2 separate regions of the Mus musculus genome follow, and region 2 is linked to region 1. Evidence: chromatin contacts called from public Hi-C data. All regions are on one chromosome and are shown on one strand. The core of a region is the stretch at or near the end of the contact, and the rest is flanking DNA. Distances in the headings are between cores, read along the strand shown.

Region 1 (3,755 bases), core at 407-2,906:
TCAAATCCCAGCAACCACATGGTGGCTCACAACCATCCGTAACAAGATCTGACTCCCTCTTCTGGGGAGTCTGAAGACAGCTACAGTGTACTTACATATAATAATAAATAAAAAATCTTAAAAAAAAACCCTGATAAATGCATTTAATGCATATTTTCAATTGTATCCTCATCACCCATACTATAGTTATTCCCATAATATAGTTGAGAAATTTGGGGTTAAGAACGAAGAGTGTGCTGAACCAGTAACATGAGGCTTGTCTAAACTTGGTTCTGAGATTTATTTATGCCTTTATATTATGGACTTTTTAGAATCATGTTGTATTTTAATTAACACCAAGCAACTGAGATACATAATATTCAATGTATGGTAGCTCATAATACAGATGGGGCTATATTCTGGGATATATAGGTTCATTCCAAAACCCTTAGTATGTCAAGCTAGTGGGGGAAAGCAAAGAGTTTTTGTATCTAATAATACAATGTGGCTTAGTTAGGACAGTCTACCCATACTTTCTTTCAGGTGAGTATCTGGAAATATTTTCAGGAAAACAATTAAACAAGCAAGCAAACAAAAACAAAAACAAAGCAAAACAAGTGCAACCCTAAAGGCATCCTGGGAGTGGGGGGTTATGTAGGTAGCAGCCTCCAATGGCTGCCTTAAACTCCACAGTGATACTTAGAATCTTTCACATTTCTTCTCCACAAACACCTAGGGAATGTGCTGTGCCTCATCCCTGACTGGGCTGAAAGGGCCACAGGAGCCTTACAATGAACAGTAGACAGAGGGGAATGAGACTGAGGCCTTTAATACAGACAGAGCCTCTGTCCCTTCTTGGCTGCTGTGAAGAACAGCAGGGCTGGACCCAAAGTGATGGCGCTGTGCCTGCAATGCACTTTGGCACATTCCAGGATATGAAAGGCTCTAATGAGACCCATTTCACAATTCACCAGCCACGTGCATTAAGCAGGCAAAGAGACCGTGCTAATATCCTCACGATATATCCTAGGGTTTAGGTCTTCAACAGGGTAGGGTTTCCTCTGCAGCTCACCTAGCCAGATCTACCCTCACTTCTTGTCCCATGCCAGGAAAATAAGCTAAGTGAAAGGCAGCAGCATTCTTGCTTAAAGGGACAGGATGCATTTCTAACTGCAGATCTGTCTTGGGTATACAGGAACCTTCTAGAGACTTGCAGTGCATGCTAATCCCTGCACTGATTCAGAGAGGGAGCTGCTTCATAGTAAAGCCATTGTTCTTTCTAATTGTCAGAGACGGCTGCTCTGCACTTGCCTGGAGCGATCCAATTAACATATCACCACAACACCAACCATTATAATATGTTCTGTGTCCTACCAACAAGGGAAAGCCGAACCCGGCTTCTATCCACAGCTTCAGTCTAATTAGGTCTTTAATACGTAAACAGAAGGGGGGAAACAGGAAAATGGATCGAGTAGAGTACTATATGCCTGAATTACTTTCTGCCACAAGTGACCCCTTAGGGTAGGGACACTTTTGTTATTAATGGGGGATAACTTGAGAGAAGTGAGGACAAGAGAGAAGACAGACAGAGAAGAAGGCAATGGCTTGAATGAAGGCTCACAGGCACGGATGGAGAATGGGTGAGAGGGAATGCCTGCTTGATGCTTTGGGGAATTGAAAACATGTAACTTCTGCTGGAAACGATTGCCATGGCAACGTTCAAACAATACAGAGAAAGCCTTCATAGCTCCATTCTTGCCTTCCGGAGCACCATTTCATAGATGTTAACTCTTTTTGGGTGGCTTCTGACTTTGAGAGGCACCCAACCCAAGTTCCCTCACAATCCATTAGAATGCTGATTCTAGATTAAGTGAGTCTCTCTAGGGATTAGCCAATAAACAAGTAACATTCTCTCTATTGCATTATAACAGCAGGTCAGGTTTATCCACTCTCTCTCTCCTTCCCTCATTTTTTTATACTATCAACCAAAGATTGTGAAAAGTCTGCACATCTGAGATCTGGCTGCAAAAATTCAGGAGAAAGAATTCTTTACGCTTCCAAAGGTCCCAAAGCTTTCTTAGAATCTTTGTCTTAATTACTGAAATCTACACCTCAGTACCAAGCTATCATTAAACAACACACATCCTTTGTCATGAGAATAAATGTCTTAATATTTTACAGTGGGTTCTTGATTTAGTAACCAAAACATGCAAATAAACATATGCATTCATAATAAGATCTCAATCAAAATGGCTTAGGCTATATGTACAGGAATAGATGAGGCTAATAATTATGAAAGTATATTAGTTGTCCAAAGACAGATGATCTTCCCATTCTAAATCTGTGAACCCTTATGCAATACCATATCCACTTTAATAATTGCTTTCCCTTTGCATTTCTTATTATTACTTCTTCAAGATCGGTGAGATTGAACAGATGAGCTACTCTCAAGGAAACAGTGTGCTCCTGGCAACTTTAGTTTGGCAAGAAGGAATCACCAGATTCAGCACTGACTCTCCCAAGTAAGTCCTCCCTGGCACCTTCCCATTCTCAGCTCCTCAGGCATTATCTCGTTAGCTAGTAGAGAATATGCAGCTGTATTGGAAATCTTGAGATAAAAAACTTGTTCATAAGATGAAAAGGAAAAGTGAGATGTTCTAAACACTGTAAAAATCACTATCAACGTACTTTTATCTACTAAAAAAATTACGACTATTCCTAATTTCTAAGTAGAAGATATCTAAAATGAGTAGAAAACATTTCAGTGAATATTTAACAAAACATTAATATTTCAAATAGTCAAGACATTCATTACTAAAGATTGAAGAATAAAATTCAAACATAACTCAGTTTGATCTTCCCTTAGCATTATCCTTCACCTAAATTAGTTTATTCTGTTGGTTTTTTGTTTTATGTTATTTCTGGTGTTGTTTGTTTGTTTGTTTGTTTGGAGTTGTTTTTGCAAGAAAGGAGAAGACATCATTTCAAAGCATAAGATCAAAACAACTGGGTTCAGTAAAAGCTGTTCTTGATATAATGTGAAAAGCAGCTACACTTTGATAGGAAGAAGAACCTCAGCCCTTACACCCTGATTCTCTTTGCAAGAGTTTGTATTCAGGTAATCTCCATGCTCGAAATCCATAATCTTTGTGGTAGGCCTTCCAGAGTGGGAAGGCAAACCTTACCCAGCTTTGAATACTGTGCAGTGAACAACTTAATTTGGGAGAGTAATTACACTATCTGTGAGTGATGCCTGTGAGGAATGTGTCTGACAAAATCTGCATTAAGCATTTAATACGAGTGAGATAAAATATAACACTATACTACATATGCCTATGTTAAAAATGGTATTCTCAAGGACAGCTACCATCACTATTTCAAAAGGCCAAACAGGAACCATAAATGTACTTAGAAAATTGAACAAGTTAAGGCACCATTGCTTGTTAATCTATTTGTATCAACTTATTGTAAAAATGTACAGGTAGTACAATTTGAGAAGTGATGATTGAGAAATATATGTATACTATTATTAAAGCAGAGAAAATTTCAATAAATTTTACAAATAATGCTAATTAGAAACCTAGACACTGGAGAAAATTATGTGACAGTAATTCTAATGGCAGAAGTATTTTTAAAATTTTAGCTTTTATTAGAAGCCAAATTAAGACCATGTCTTAGCTCCGTCCACTTGTTTTATTTATTTACTTGTTTATTATTTATTTATTTATTTATTTATTTATTTATTTATTCACCTTATATCCCAGTCATAGACCCTT
Region 2 (3,755 bases), core at 655-3,154, 3.7 Mb before region 1:
TTTGACCATTAGAAAAGGCTAGAAGGAGACACAGTGACATATATCTATGGACTCAGTCAAGATCCTGTCTTTACCATATGAAATGGAGCTGAATCAGCTTGGCTAGTCTATTTCATCTCCCCAAATGACAGTCCAGTGAAAGTCGGCTAAAATTGCCACCATGCACCACTGCAGACCTCAGATGTATAAAGGATCCCAAGGAGAACAGACGAACTTGCTAACCAAACTGAGCCCACATGTGGAGCTTAATAATATGAGATAATTAAAGGATGGTTGCTTTAGGGGAGTAAGCCTTGATGTGTTTTGCTATGTAGCAACATTGTCAGGGATATCTCATAGTCTCTGCTTTTATCCTCTGACATCTTGGCACGAGACATCTTGAAATATAACCATTTCTCTCTCCCTTCTTGCCTCCCTGTCCCCTTCTCTCTCTTCTTGGCAGTCATTGTGAAGATGGAGTTCAGAACACTGCATAGGCTAGGCCATTTGTCAAACCCTGAGCTAAATCCTCAAACCTCTTCCTCTTTTAATTGGCAGCAATAAATACATAGTGTCATAGGGTTGTCATGAGCTCACATGGCCAGATATCATAGAAGGGCTGGGTGCTACTGTTGTTTCCTTTCCTAGTGTGAACAAAACATTATTGACAAGGCTTCTGTGTGAGACCTTTTGCTTTTATTCACTTGCTTCTTGCCTTTCTTTGGGGGGTACAAAGGAATAAAGAATAAGAAATACAATCTAAAAATTCTGTTACCACAGCATGAAGGTAACAGAAACTGAAATAGAATTCTCAGAGTTCAAATCCCCTACCTTAATATTTTCTAGTTGTACAGAGTTGAGGCACTTAATTTCTTTTTTTTTTATGATTTAGCTCCTTCCCTTTAATATAATACAAACTATACTGAGCTGCTGTGAAGAATAAGTGATGTTTCCCTAAGGTGCTTATGTCATTGGAACAACTCAGGAACACGTGAGAATGCTGCATATTATTTTTATTGTTAAAACTTTAGCATTGCCTAGAGAGGAGCTGAATTCTTGCTTGCACAGGATTTGCCGAAGTTTCTGAATTAAGCAAAAGAACCCAGCCACTCCTTAGTTGCCTAAAGATCAGTGGCCATTTGCTAGAGTTAAGCCATCTGGCAGGCAGCTGGTGGACACTCTGAGTCTTTATAGACTGTCATAGTGAACAACTGATCCAGAAATAACACACTGAAAGGATCCTGAAGGGAGCCAGCACGTGGGAAGTGGGAACAATCCATCGCACTGAGAAAGTGGCATTTGTTAGCGTGAAGATGGATTGGGGTTTAGCCATTGAACAAGTGAATGAACGTGAAAACAAACAAAGCTCACAACAACCATGCAGTTGTCAATGTGACTAGGTTAAACAATCGATCTAAGGTGAAGGGTTTTTAGCCCTTAAAATGGGCAGCAGCACTGTTGGGGAAAAAAAAAAAGCCTCAGATGCTATTTAAAAAGAACCACAACACGTTGTTGATGATAAGAAGAGAAGAATATAGAAGAATACAGGCAGAAGATTTTTGTGGGGCATTAGTTATAGTTGTCTTTCAAGTCAACAGGACTGGAATTAATTTCTCATTTAATAGCTATGTGACCTTGGCCAAGTGTCTTTGGCTGTCTGAATTTCATGATCTTACTTCTAACTTATGGAAATTCCCCTTCCATAGAACTAACAAAGGGGTTAAATCACTTAAGTTTATGGAAGGCCTAACCATCACTGACATCTAAGAGAGGCACTTAACGAACAACATTTGCTGTTATGTTATTGTTATTCATTTAAAAACCACCTGCCAAAATTTTGGTTTTGTCAGAGTCTCCTCTGTGAACAGTCCTTTCCTGTGGCTTCTTTGCTCTGTTAGCCTCTGCGCTCTTCACACACTCCATAGAACTTTTGACATCTGGCCCTTTGATATCCAACTAATGACTTGGACATCACACAGCTCCTTAGTTGCCTCCTGGGCTGACTTTGACACTGGGTCTCTGTTTCGCATTTTCTTGTCCATTCAAGGTTTTAATTTTGTTATATATTTTCCTTGTCACTTAACCAAGAGATCAAAGAAAACCATGACACCTAAGGAACCATCTAAGGATAGAGTTAGTGTCAGGAAAGTGGGGAGCAGGGCCTGTGGGTCAGCCAGAAGAAAGGAAAGGGTTAATAGGCAATATAATATTAGTACTTATCTAAAAATTGAGTAGACTTTTTTTTTTTTTAAATGTGCTCTTACTGTGAACCAAGTTAGGTCAGATTCAAGCTTTTAAGTTAGGGACAGAATTTAAGGGTCACTTAATGTTGAATATTTGGAGAGTTCCCAGTATTTCTATAGTACTTTACTTCACCTCAGCTTTTCTGTATGTGAATTTGCCATTTCTTCAGTGTCTGTGGCTTCTGTTTTATCACATTCTGCATTACCCAAGGTCCAGGTGTTCAGACCAACCCATGCAGGACAAGGAAGTGATGCTTCTAATGCAAGGTCTGGGATTTAAATTACTTGTCTCCTCTCTGGTATACATGTCTTGCAGGCTTTCTGAAGATTTCAAAAAAAAAATAATATGTCCCTTGTGGTGTTCATAAATAAATGCAATAACTAATGATGTGCAACTGCTTTTTATTAAAATCCATCATTTCATTTCTTCCAGCTGAGAATGTTTTTATGACATTATTTCAAATCCCAAGACAGGTTTAATGAGGAAATGAACCAAATCATAGAAATGAAGCTGGTCACAATACCATTGTTCTTCGAATCCTTCTTCTGTGCTCTATTTATAATGCAAGCTTGGGACTGAGCCATCTTTGTACTTTGTCTGTGGGATGTGATAGAGTGTTTTTTGTTGTACAGTGTCTTCCTCTATAAAGTAGTGATATTAGCACTGCTTTTGGAGGGTTGGCTTCAGAGCCAAATGTGATCACAATATCAAGGATATTCACAGATATCCATGTAGATTTAATGGATTAAATGATATCTTTTATCATTAGTTTACCTATAAGCAATTAGTTTTGAGGGTTGCAGTGTGAGGCTTCTGAAAGGTTGAACCTTGACAATTTTAGCTGGGAATTGAGTTGTTATACACGAGTAGGACAAATAATGTAGAGAAATGTATAAAGGCATTTCGTTTTGTTCATTTCAGAATAATTCACATGGATGGTCTCAGTATTAGCATGCTGCAAACACTGTTTCTGTAAATTACCATTTCTATCTCTTTTAAGCCCAATTTTAGCTCTCTGAGCTTGAGTTAATAGTAGCAATGAAAGTGGTAATACTCTCATCCTAGTATTTTTAGTCTAGACAGTGTATTTTTCCTAAGATAATCTTTAGATATTTAACTTGAAAAAAAAAACAGGACATAAATTCTCTCCTTTACAACATGATTGTGTGTTGGTCCATAAAATCTACTCATGAACTAATAATCACATTCTAACGTACATGTTTTATCTTATAACAGTGGTTCTTAAACTCTGGGTTTACCTCTTTGGGGTTTACATATCAGATATCCTGTATATCAGATATTTGATTATGATTCATAACAGGTAGCAAAATTGTAGGTATAAAGTATCAATGAAGTAATTTTATGGTTGAAGTAACTACAACATGAAAAACTGTATTAAAGGGTCACAGCATTAGGAAGGTTGACAACCCCTGCATTAAAAGTTTGGTTAAGTCTCAAGGAAACAATATGTCTGCCTTCGAGGAATTTCTAGATCTGTGGATATATATACAAATGTATAACTCATGTTTTTC

The links. A called contact is a pair of places that touch in the nucleus more often than the background predicts.
Region 2: a Hi-C map of embryonic cerebral cortex shows a contact between it and region 1, with 6 times the contacts expected there. The contact joins two enhancer-like sites. A contact is called at or near these places in 17 of 484 Hi-C or Micro-C datasets (cerebellar granule neurons, cerebellum, cerebral cortex and 7 more) and 3 of 115 datasets of contacts at active chromatin or transcription factors (astrocytes, embryonic forebrain and neural progenitor cells).

What each region holds. Positions count from the first base shown.
Region 1 is chr2:97,476,257-97,480,011 of GRCm38.p6, reverse strand. All of the region lies in intron 6 of Lrrc4c (leucine rich repeat containing 4C), which reads right to left. Among named protein-coding and RNA genes, the nearest start is that of Gm22313, 240 kb to the right of the region's middle. Within about 2 kb of position 1,656, at least 69 of the 459 cell types and tissues checked have an H3K27ac peak or open chromatin away from gene starts, as enhancers often do. A contact at or near this core is called in embryonic cerebral cortex, where this site is marked.
Region 2 is chr2:101,170,445-101,174,199 of GRCm38.p6, reverse strand. No RefSeq gene overlaps it. Among named protein-coding and RNA genes, the nearest start is that of Gm39886, 290 kb to the left of the region's middle. Within about 2 kb of position 1,904, at least 24 of the 459 cell types and tissues checked have an H3K27ac peak or open chromatin away from gene starts, as enhancers often do. A contact at or near this core is called in embryonic cerebral cortex, where this site is marked.